2 separate regions of the Zea mays genome follow, and region 1 is linked to region 2. The links are chromatin contacts, called in public Hi-C maps. All regions are on one chromosome and are shown on one strand. Each heading gives the region's core, a stretch centred on a gene start, on an enhancer-like site or on the middle of the called end of the contact. The rest is flanking DNA. Distances are from core to core; before and after follow the strand shown. Region 1 has its middle 27 kb from the start of LOC100272600. Region 2 holds the start of LOC100193925.

Region 1 (6,475 bases), core at 3,903-6,402, 120 kb before region 2:
TTGCAAAAGTTTCAAATTTTTCTAGCAAACCTTTGTAATCATTTTAGGAGCTAATCAACTTATTTTTCAAGGTTTTAAGTTGAGCTTTTTGCTTAGTGCAAACATCCTGAAAAAATTCAACGGCTTCCGCAAGCTCATCTACGGAGGGCTTTCCCTCACCTTCATCATCACTACTACTTTCATCACTAGAGGATGGAATGCTTTTGTTACCTCTTGCCATAAGGCATTTGTGTGATGACCGTGATGAGCGTGATGAGGACCGGTGGCTGCGCGTCCTTGGAGGTTCATCTTCACTTGAAGAGTCATCCCAAGTTCTAACACTTGTTAGCGTCTTGCCTTTGCTCCTCTCCTTTTTGGGTTTGGCCATAGTTGGACAGCTGTCCCTGAAGTGGCCCTTCTCCCCACATGCAAAGCATCCTCTCTTTCTTTGCCTTTTCCTGTCAATGTTAAAGAGAATATCTTCGACCTGCAGGGGCAAACCCATTAGATTAATCTTGCGGATCATCCCCATTACCTTTCCGACGCGTCAGATTGTTTCTTCATCCTCGGAGGATGATGTGCATGGTTGATTATCTTCATCATCACTTTTTTCTTCTTCCTCTTCTTCACTTGAGGAACTTGGAGTGGGAGCCTTCTTTTTACCCTTCCTTTCATCACATGCAAAGGCATATGGCCTTGAGGAAGTTGGCTCCTCTCCCCGACACATTTTTTGCGACATCTCAAAAGCCGCGATTTTCCCAATCACAATGGTCGGGGTCATAGTACTCAAGTCCTCCATGTTGTGAAGGATGGTGATGATGCTCTCATATCTTCGTTGCGGTAGCAGGGAGATAATCTTCCTTACAATGTCCGCATCACCTAGCTTATTTATGCCAATAGAGTTGAGCTCATTGATGATTAGATTTAAACGAGAATACATATCTCTAACAAGCTCATCATCTCTCATAGCAAAGGAATTATACTCATTTAAGACTTGGCAATGTTTTTGCTCACGGACATTTGATGTGCCGTCATGGAGCTCATGCAATTTTAGCCAAATCTCATTAGCAGTTTTCAAGGTGAATACTTGATTAATAATATCCATGCTAAGAGATTCATACAAGCAATTTTTGGCTCTAGCATTTAAATGAATTTCTTTTTCCTCACTCGTGGTGGGTTTCTTGGGATTCTTGGGGGGTTTCATCATGTCACGAGTGACTCGCCAAACACCTAGATCAACAGCCTCTAGGTAAAAAGCCATTCTAGCACTATAATATGGGAAGTTAGTGCCGTCAAAGTGTGGTGGCCTATGGGTATCCATCCCTTCCTCTAAAAAGTGTCGGCTCTTTTAGCGGTGAAGCTAAAGCGTTTCAAATGAGCCAAACCGGGCTTTGATACCAATTGAAGGAAACGGGTGACGCCTAAGAGGGGGGTGAATTAGGACTTCTAAAACTTTCACTAAACTAGGCCACAATTAAATCCCTAGAGCAAAACCTATGCAAATAATCAAACTAGAATGTGCAAACTAGGTTTTGTCTAAGTGTTGCTATCTCTACCGCAGTGGCTAAGTTTCAATCTACACTATATAAGAATGAATACAAGATTGAAACTTAAATGCTTAATATAAATGCGGAATCTTAAAGACCAAAGTAGAGAAGCAAACTCTCGTGGATGACGCTGGTATTTTTATCGAGGTATCCGGAACCACGCAAGGTCCCGACTAATCCTCGTTGGTGCCCCTATGCAAAGGGAAGCCCACGCGAGGGCCAAGCACCTCGGTCGAGTAACTCTGTAGAGAGTCGCGGGCCTTCTCCACACGCAAGTGGTGCTCCGCTTACATCTTCTCTCGGACGCTCCCCACCGCGTCCACTATCGAGCTTCCGGCCGAAACGTCGCGGGCCTCGTTCCCTCCGTACACGGTGGCGGCCGTGACACAAACACGGTTGTCACGGTCTCGCAAGACTCTCGCCCCACTCGGTACAATTACAACGGCCCGCGCAAGAGCCGAGGGGTTGTGAGGTTTATCTAAACTCACTCAACAATCTAGGGTTCACCTAGAACAAACGCTAAAGCGGTCTAACTAACCTAAGCACTTCGCATAGCACCTACGCTAATCACCGAGTGATTCTATTAAGCACTTGGGTGTAAGAGCACTTGGGAATGTCTACTATATGCCTTGGTATGTCTCTTGGGCTCCCACACCTAGCCGTTGAAAAGCCAGACTGTTGTAAGGGTGGCACACCGGACAGTCCTGTCAGCCAACGGTGCGCCAACTGTGTGCCAACAGTGCGCCAACAGTGAGCCAACGGTGCGCCAACAATGCGCCAACGTTGTGCAGCCAACGGCTAGTTCTGACACACCGAATAGTCCTGTCAGCCAACGGTGCGCTAACTGTGTGCCAACAGTGCGCCAACAGTGAGCCAACGGTGCGCCAACAGTGCGCCAACACTGTGCAGCCAACGGCTAGTTCTGACACACCGGACAGTCCAGTGCACCAACAGTGTGCCAACGGTGAGCCAACTGTGTGCCACCGGTGAGCCAACTGTGTGCCAACGGTGTGCAGCCAACGGCTAGTTCTGATAGCTAGCCGTTACGTGCACCAGACAGTGAATAGTGACTGTCAGGTGCACACCGGACAGTCCGGTGCCTCCTCTCAGAAAACTCTGTTGACTGTCCTGTGCGCCAACTATGTGCCACCGGTGAGCCAACTGTGTGCCACCAGTGCGCCAACTGTGTGTCACCGGTGAGCCAACTGTGTGCCACCGGTGCGCCAACTGTGTGCCACCGGTGAGCCAACTGTGTGCCACCAGTGCGCCAGTTGACAGCCCATCTTCTAGGTCTTCTGTGTTTTGTTCTTGGGCTCCTTTGGTCTTGAGTCTTGGACTTCTAAGCTCTTTTTATGTCTTCATTTGAGGTGTTGCATCCTCAGTGTCTTAGTCCAATCATCTTCGCATCATGTGAACTATAAACATAAACACTAGCAAATCCATTAGTTCACAGGTTGTGTTAATCATCAAATACCAAAACTCATTTAGCCAAATGGCCCGGGGTCCATTTTTCTTACAGTTTTCATTTTTTTCTTTTTCCAACCAAACTTTTTATGGTTTGTTCCTACACTATGTAGACCTACATGTTCCATTTTTGGAACAATTATAAAGTGTTTGTTATAAATATTAGATTTTATTCGTTTAATTGTATTTCCTCAGATAATTCATATTTGAACTGCAAGTCACACGAAAAATGGAAAACCATGAGTGCAAAAATGATATTCATGTTATTTAGCACAAGTTATGGCCGATTTCAGGAGTAAACCGGAATGTTCGAGCACCATGCTCACGAAACATGACGTGAACTTGTCATCCAGTTGTTTAAAACTTGTACAAAACACAAACAAAGTCAGAAAATCATGAAACTTGTCCACATGTCACGTTATCATATGTAGAGCCTATGATAAAAAATTTGAGAATGTTTCGAGAAAGTTGTCACACACTATGTGTAGAAACCTAGCAGGCGTGCACATGAAATCTTAGCCGAGTACCTTGCGACACTCGGCAAACGTCTTTGCCGAGTGCCCGATAAAAAGTATTCGGCAAATAAGCCGTTGCCGATGTACAGTTCGCCGAACTTTTTTTTGTCGAGTGTAATACTTGGCAAAGCATTCGCCGAGTGTTTTTCAGGCTTTGTCGAGTGCTCCAGACACTCGGCAAAGAAGCTGATTCCGGTAGTAAGTGATATGGTAAGGCTATGAACTTGTGATTGTGATATGTCAATGAACTATGTAGTTTGGCCATATATAATTTGTTTATGTATGATCTTATTCCCGATTTAATCTATCAAATAATTAGAATCGTATTGTGTCTAGTTATAAAGAATATATTACGAAATATTGGGCACGGGCAATCTGCAGGTACACATTACCTACACTGGCACGAGTATGAGCATAACTTTGTATCCGGCCACGGGCATGAGTTTTTTTTAGCGGACGTGAGTTTTATTGTGAGTTTTATTCACGAAACGGGTATAAGATAATATGACAATACCCATCGGATATGTACTCAGTTGCCATCTCCATAGTTTCAATCTCCTTTTACACGTGGCTGATATATGTGTATGATGTATGAAGGGGGTAGTTAACGAGCTCGGTATTCATAAAAACATTGCCGATGGATTTGGATGTTTGTGTATACCCAGTGTTCTACCTAGTGCATGTCAATTTTCTTTCTGTTCTCTCCTTATCCGTTACTGCTCAGTCATGGTTGTTAGTGCACGTCAATTTGCACTGTCCAAATGCTATTTTGCATGCTCGCTAGCGCGCTACTTTCGACGGCAAGGCCACTTGGTTCTGAGGTGGTGCCTGGTGCGTGGCCCAGTGGGCTTTTGTTTCCATGGAGAGACCACATGCTTGGGCATTTAGGCTTGGGCAATCGGAGAGTCTCCGGCCGGCCGTCTTTGTTTGTTATTCTTCCATCCTTCCCTTATCTTGGCTGTGAGGACGGCCCAATCTTGTGGTTGACGAAAACGACACCGTTCCACGCCATGGCGTTGAACAGTGCGTGGCTTGGCACGGGGCTACCAGGGACAGCTCCATCGGCGTGCGGCCATGCCAGTGACACCAATCCATTATCCATGCCATGCCAGTGCCGTCGTCCAGTCCTGGACCCACATGAGAACCAAATAAAGGTCTCTTTGTCACAGCTCATCGTGTCGTCAAATCCTAGCACACCAGGCCAGTAGTGACCATCTCGTCCTGCACTGCACTGCACTAGTGCACCACTACCGGCCGGGTTGTGTCGTCGTGTCACCGTTGCGTAATCCCGTTGCAGTCTTCACATCACAGGTGAGGAGCTCGCGTGCTTCCTCGGGTCGTGCATGCCCGGTCTCGTCGTCGAAGGACAGCGCGCCGAGACAGGCGGAACTCTCTGCGTGGTTAGTTTATTATGGTGCTCACAATCAAAAGTGCGTCTCGATCTCGGCTAATGCCGCGCTTTGCTTTACTGCGAGATATTATCATCGTCTCCCCATCCAAAAGCTAGCTAATAACATCTCCATGCATGCGTGGTCGTCGTCAAAGCAAACGTGGGGAATTCCGGCCGTCAGACCACCACCAGTGTGGTCAAGACGACGCAAAGAGAGTTTCACAGGCTCAAGCAACGAACGATCGAGGGCTAGAGCTATAGCTATAGCTAGTAGCTAGTGAGCTACTGTAATAATCTAGCTAGCTTTCCCATTCCTTTTCTTCCTGTCTACTGCACTTCACTCCTGAACTAACGCTGAGACTTGAACAGGCCGGTGGTTGGTGCTCAAGAGGCCGGCCGGCCAAGTAAATTAAAAAGTATGAGCATAGTCTACGGTTTTTGTGTAATTTATGTATTGGGGTTGTTTATTATTATAGTCACCTAGCACATCAGGAGACGAAAGCTTGGAATTTTGATCTTCTGTATGGTCATGTCAAGATGGAGTGCTGGACTCATGCAGTGTTTTTTTTTTCTGCAGGTTTCTGTACCTCTTGTTGCCTTTGTGTTGATGCCTGTTGATGGGAAAGTTCGGGTGAACTGAACCAGCGTATTGTTGTTCAGCGCGCGCGTGTGGAATGCAGGGAACTTATAAGCCACGCACTAGTATATTTATCATATTCAACCAATATAACATAGGAAAAAGGTATCACAAACACTACCGGACACAGCTCCTTTGCCGAGTGCCTTAAACACTCGGTAAACATTTTGCCGAGTGTAACACTCGGCAAAGAACGCTCGGCGAACTGTACATCGGCAAATTAATAGTTATCATAGGAAAAAGATATCATAGGAAAAAGGTATCACAAATTAATAGTTATCATTAGATGCACAACGCAATAGAGAAGAGTGTATCATCGATATACTGGAAGAAACCGTACACACCCCGCAACAGCACGTTCACTCGTGCTCCTCAAGTTTGTTGATGATCAATGTCACAACGTCTCTGTAGTGTCCATATGTGCGAGGATGAAATGTTGCGACACTGATATACTAGTACAACATGCAACAAAAGAAACGACGTCGACGACGTCTGAGTGCCTGCAAAACGTAAGTAGAGAGGTGACACTAACTAAAATAATTCTCTCTGGCACATGAGCGCCTTGTTCTACGTAGACCCTTACTAATGGCATTTTACCCCAAAGACATATTAACATTCTCATAGATCATAATTGTCTCTTTGTCACATCTCAAATGTGTGATAGTATCAAGTCTCACATATATGATAACTTATGATATATAAATCAATGTCACATCTTTATTATATAATAGGGGTCTATATAAAATAGCTAAATAATTGCATCATATAACGACAACTATCCTTCGCAATCATAGTTGACTGGGAGACGACAACATATACCTCTCACAAATTCATCGTAGCATTCTTCATGCTCCTCATTTTGCAGTACATATTCTTGACCTGGTGTGAGTTTAACAAGAGTGGGCTCACATACGTTCATCGCTCAACAAGTTGTGGGCAATAA
Region 2 (6,046 bases), core at 3,072-5,571:
TATTTTAGCAACAAATCTAATAAATCTAATTGTAGTGGTTGGTGTATTTGATTTTTTTGGTTAGCGAGTCGCCGATTATTGACTGCCTCCGAACGCAACAGCGACCACGGATCGGAGCCCACTCACCCGCTGGCTCTGGCTCTGCTGCAATAAAAAAATATCAAAATTTGGTTCTAATTATTATAATCAGAGATGTATTATTCTAACAGGGCTTTTATGTAATACCTAAAATTAATAACATGTACTTTTTTATTTTCTAGCACACAACACAAAGATATATACGTACGTACCCTATAATAATCTATATTTGATTGTGATACAGTTACTACTACTTGCTCTATAATTTTCCATTCATATTCGTAGTTCCCACCCTCTAAATAGCATTTGTGTCTTCAACATGCATTTAGTTGAGAAATATTATACCTTAAGTCAAGGTGGTTCTCATTACAACCTATATGTTAATTTGATGATGTCATGAATAATCCAACATAGGGCAACATCTTTAGAGCCAGTTTGGAAACTCAAATCCTCTCATTTCCATTTCAATCCCCTCTAATCACCAAAATGATTTAAGTTTACAAACTAGCTAGTCCTTACCTAGCTATAAACAAATTGCTTGAAGTACCTATAGAGGTACGTTACTATTCACCCACAAATTTTAGATTAAAAAAAATAAAGAGGGTAATTTAAAGGCTCGGAGTCCACCTCAACTTATCATACTCTCCAATCAGGTTCTCTCTTTTTCATCGGCTGATCACACATTCACACTTTTATTTCCCTTCATCCTCTTTCAGAAGCCATGTCCCACAACCTTTAAGAGGAAGTCTACTAGCACAGTGAGCTTGAAAGCACCATGAGTCTTGTCAAGCTATTCTTCAAGTTGGAATCAACTATATGCCGGAATTTTTTTTCCCTTCTGTCTTTCCCCATCCATAAAAGTATGATATTGAAATATAAGGAAATTAATTCGTAGACATCAATGCTAAAATTATTCGCTCTCTCCCATCATTTTGATGGGATATAGTGCATGCTCCCTCCATCGTCCTAAAAAGAATGTAATTCTAGTACATCTCATGATTTAGTTTTTAAGTTCGGCTAATTATACATAAAAATATCAATATTTACGATGTCAAATAAATATCTTTAGATTAAAAGGATGTTTAGTACTGGTCCACAAACTCTTTTCTATAAACTTCACCGTAGAGTAGCTCTATATGAAAAGAACGGGAGTTTATGAAGCCTCTGGATATGTTTGGATAGTCTAGTATTCACTTCAATACATCTAAATTCCCCTCAACGCCCATGTGTATTGGGGTGAATAGAGTACCCAAAACAAGCCCTTATGTATTCTCACAATTCCACCTTTTTTGTGGAGTAGATTTACATGGAGTTAAACCTGTTTGACTAAAAAAAATAGAGCAAGAGCTGAAAAACATCAAATAGTGTGGCCCCAAACAACGTCTAGTTATGAAATATATTTTCATAAAAAATAATTTAGAGCCATAAATATAAATACTATTAACTAAAAACTTGATCAACTAGCATGAATCACTGTATTTTCTTTATATAATGTATCGAGTGGGGGCCGGCCGGTCTTATATAATACGAGTTAAATCTTTGAATAAATCTAAATCTAAACACATATGGGAGCCACCACGTCGAGTCAAGTACTTGAACACACGTTTTCCAAGGTCGATTAAAGGACTATTTATATATATCATTTTTGGTGATTGAAATCTATAAATGGGATGTGAATTTCACTAGCACTGTACATGGTGGTGACATGTTTGAGAGCAAGGGATTGCGAAGGCTAAAATCTCTTGCTATTCGGTTTTGAATAGTAAGACCTTATTCGGATGCATATGAATCGGAGTGGATCGTGTGTAAAGCTAAGTAGATCGACTTAGGTAGAGGTTTAAAAGTTACCCTAGCTGAGGGAAACAAGAAGGGGCGGGTACATACATACGTGTGAGGCGCGCGGTCAAAACCCAAGAGCTCTCCGGCCGTGGCCTGTGGGCTGTGGCCATGCATGCTGTATTATTAGTTATTACACTCCAAATCCACGGGCAACAAACGCAATCTAATTAAATTAAAGGCGAGAGTGAGCTTATTGATCCACCATTCGAATATATCCCTTGCATTGGTCGAAAAGCAGTTGCCACCAGAGCAGCTGTAAAACTTGGCAAACCACACGTACGGCGCGCGACGGAGAGAATCGATCTCGAAGCGACATGTCATTGCCGACTTTCCCGTGCGAGAGCAGGCGCGTACGTACGATATATATGATGGTGACCATCCCGATCGCTCACACGTACTGTACGTGTACGTATCGATGCATCTGAACCCGACGACGTTACGTTATTACACCACCCACCCACCACGTACGCAACGCAACCCCACCAACACACGTACATCCATCAACCTCTCTTGGCCGATCGGGATCGATCGAGCACTTGGGGACAACGACCTCGACCTCGACCTCGACCTCTCCTGATCGCCATCGATCGATCGGACCCAACACGCGCGACGACCTTTCAACAATAATAACGGACGGCCGGAGCGCATGCATGGATGCATGGATGGATTAATACCCAAATGAACATGCATGTAGTACGATTGTACGTACGCGAATTATACGACATCAAACCACACATCTCTACTACACGATCGAACGAATGATCGGTCGAATTAACAGCAGAATATGCCCGGCCCCGCCCCCGGCCCCTAATGTTTTTTTATCGCCACTCACGCATCTTGCTACCTGCTATCTAGCTCCGATCCACTAATTAACTAGTGTGACATCTCGATCGATCGATCGTCGCTTTGGGAGGGAGAGGGAGAGGGAGAGAGAGAGAGAGACGTGCCGAGAAGCAAGCTCTCTTTGATTGCTTCTAGATTCCTCCTCCCCATTGATGCTGACGAGGATCGCCGAGCTCGTCCGTCCGCCACGTGCACGGCGACGGCCGGTAGTCGGCGTCGGCACCTCCCGTGGCGCCGCAGCCGCTGCTTTGGACGCCGCCGCCGCCGCCCGTCACAGCCATCATCATGGTGCCGCCGCCGGCGCACGCGGAGTTGAGGTAGTCCAGCAGCGTCGCGTCCGAGTGGGCGACGTCGCTGTCGTCGGCCGGACCCAGGTCCAGCGCGTCCAGGCCGAGGCCTTCCTCCAGCGCTGCCGAGTCGTCGAACACGCCGGCGCCGTCGTCGAGGTTGGCGCCGTAACTGTAATAAGGGCCGTACCCGTACTGGTCGACCCAGCTCAGTTCGGAGAAGCAGGGCACCGGCGCGAGCGCGGCCGACGAGGAAACCGTCGACGACGCGCTCGGGCTCGGGTCGACGGGGTGGTGGTGGTACCGCTGCGGCAGGTAGTCGCTGTCGCTGGTGTCCCGCTGGACTGGCGACGAGGAGGAAGAGGCCAATAAGCCGGCGACGCGCGAGGGGTGCAGTTGCGGCGGCGGCGGTAGCGGCGGCAGCAGCACTTCGCCGGACGTGGATGCCGCGGCGGCGGCCATCGTCTTCTCGAGCAGGCGCGGCATCCAGTAGCAGCGGACGGCGTCGCGGAACACGGCGCTGTTGGCGTCCACGCGCAGCTGCCGCGCCTGCTTCTGCACCCGCGTCCGCCAGTAGTTCTTGATCTCGTTGTCGGTCCGCCCCGGCAGGTGCTGCGCTATCCTGGACCACCGGTTCCCCCACTTGGAGTGGAGCTCCAGGATGAGGAGCTGCTCCTCCGGCGCCAGGTTGCCGCGCTTGATGTCCGGCTTGAGGTAGTTGAGCCACCTCAGCCGGCAGCTCTTGCCGGTCCTCTTCAGCCCTAATTCAAGCATGCACACGCAGACGCAGCACATCAAGATGAGGCCGATAGGTTAATTCGGCCACAGAGAAATGGATCATACGTACCGGAGCAGCGGGCCAGGAGATTCCAGCGGCCCTCGCCGTGGCAAGCAATGTAGTTCATGAGGAGGTTGTCTTCCTCGAGCGTCCAGGGGCCTCTCCTCAGCTCCACCATCGTCATCTCCTGGTCCTCCTCATGACGACGATGCTTGCTTCTCGTCGTCATGGCCCCTTCCATCTCAGACAGTATCGTGGCCTGTCTCCTTGCATGCACTGCACCTGCAGCTTCTAAGGGAAGGGGGTGAGGGAATGAATGATGAACCCCTTGGAGGGTGCAACCTACTACTTATAGACGCGTATATATATAGCCATGCACTAGCACTAGATATCACAGCTACACCTTTAAAGTTGTGGGTCATCAGTGGGTGTGTGTAGCAACTAGCAAGCAGTGTAGGGATTGGAAAAGAAGAACACGATGAGTTGATGAGAGGAGGGACCTATAGCTGCTGCATATGTAGAGACAGAGAGAACGTATTGGTGGTGTTTCCGTTTTATAATGACTCGTGCCAATCATATGCAGGGATGCCAGATTGGAGGGAAGCTCACGCTGATCCCTAGCCTTCTACCGGGTCTAGCTTTTTTTTTTTTTACATCAGCTAGCTACGGGTTACGTACTGTTCGCGCACTATGCTGCACTGTTTACATGAGCTTTTCTTTCTTTATTTTCTCTCCTCTTCTCACAAAGTTGGTGAAGTTAGTTTTTTTTTTCCACTGCTAGCTCCGTTTATATTGTCACTATGCAGAAGCCAAAGCTAGTGCGTGAGAGCTTCTCTCTCCTCTCGCTTCTTTTCATAGAGTTGATTTCCCCCACTGCCCCGGTTACATACATATATTATCACTACAGTACAGAAGCCAAAGCTAGTTAGAGCTCTATCTGATGGTTCCTAAGATCTGAGGACATCCATGCCCATGCATGCATGCAGGAAGGAGTGGTTTGGTAGCTACCTTATTAGCTTTTTTTTTTTTTGGCTCGGAGGAGGCAATTACACGCCCAAAAGGGACAAGGCAAACCTTCCATGTCGCTCTGTTAAAATAACACTGCCCACCCTTTAGATTCTTCGCTACATGAAGCGTGTTTGACTGAACAATTCCATCACCTTTGAACTGTTGGGATTAGACGAGAGGAGGGGGGTGACATGCATGGAGACATATGCATGGGCGAATTGTTTGGATGTACACATCTCTGCTGGAAGCTAATTAAGCTGGTGGTGAACCACCTCTCCTTCCTTCAGTCCACGCACTCAATCACTGAAATAAACAAATCACGAAAACTGCAGACATGCCAAACAATATGCCTGGACTCAAAGTATATATTTTTAATATAAATATTATTCTCTGGGATAAGATCCAGTCCAAAACGGAAACGTGCATGGATGTTATAGAGTCACATTTTATTTACTCTTATTCATTCTTAAATCATTGGTGTGCTTTTACAGAAAAGCGTATAGCAGTATCAAATGTAGATATTTAAGCCTCTAGCTGAGTTGGTTAGGTGGTCCGAGTAGTACTTCAATTCTTAAGTGTTTGACTCCTCGTGAGAACGAATTTCAGGCGTCTGTCCCACGCCAAAACACAGGTCTAAAGCTCAGTCTCGACCGCCGGTCATTTATCATATGGACTACGACGCTGTTATGTATAGGTTCAGGGGTTTTCTCGACCTACGTGAAAATGTCTTCTTAATATAATAATGCCCGAGGGTTTTCTTGACTTGCATGGGATGTTCTTCTTCTTAATATAATGTTTGGGGGCTGTTTTACCTCCGTAGTGAAAGGGAAATGTGCCCTTGGGCCATTTCTAAGTATTTTGGTGATTGAGTGCAAACACAAGGGCCTAAATGTGAATTTATGTACATGGATGAACAAGGTGAAAATCATGAAGTAAAGGTATGTTTCTAAGCCTTAGTACATTGGTTTTGAGTACTAATATATTTGTCTAAGTGTTAGAAACAGAAAGAAGAAGAATAGAGAAAAGGAGAAGGGACTTGGCTGTGTGCTGCCAAGACCCAGCTCGGTCTGGAGCACCGGACTGTCCGGTGTGCACCGGACAGTGTCCGGTGCGCCAGGCTGGCGCGACTCGAACTGGCCGCTCTCGGGAAATTGGCCGGTGGCGTACGGCTAAAATTCACCGGACTGTCCGGTGTGCACCGGACTGTCCGGTG

The links. A called contact is a pair of places that touch in the nucleus more often than the background predicts.
Region 1: a contact with region 2 is called in a Hi-C map of tassel, with 2.7 times the contacts expected there. The contact joins the enhancer-like site here to the promoter of LOC100193925 in region 2. A contact is called at or near these places in 3 of 25 Hi-C or Micro-C datasets (ear, leaf and tassel).

The regions. Positions count from the first base shown.
Region 1 is chr3:23,802,753-23,809,227 of Zm-B73-REFERENCE-NAM-5.0, reverse strand. No RefSeq gene overlaps it. Among protein-coding and RNA genes, the nearest start is that of LOC100272600, 27 kb to the left of the region's middle. Within about 2 kb of position 5,152, at least 18 of the 20 cell types and tissues checked have an H3K27ac peak or open chromatin away from gene starts, as enhancers often do. A contact at or near this core is called in ear, leaf and tassel, where this site is marked.
Region 2 is chr3:23,685,514-23,691,559 of Zm-B73-REFERENCE-NAM-5.0, reverse strand. LOC100193925 reads right to left here and starts at 4,321. Exons shown (of 2, transcript NM_001347646.1): 1 at 3,895-4,321; 2 at 2,590-3,808. The coding sequence starts at 4,066. The coding sequence ends at 2,892.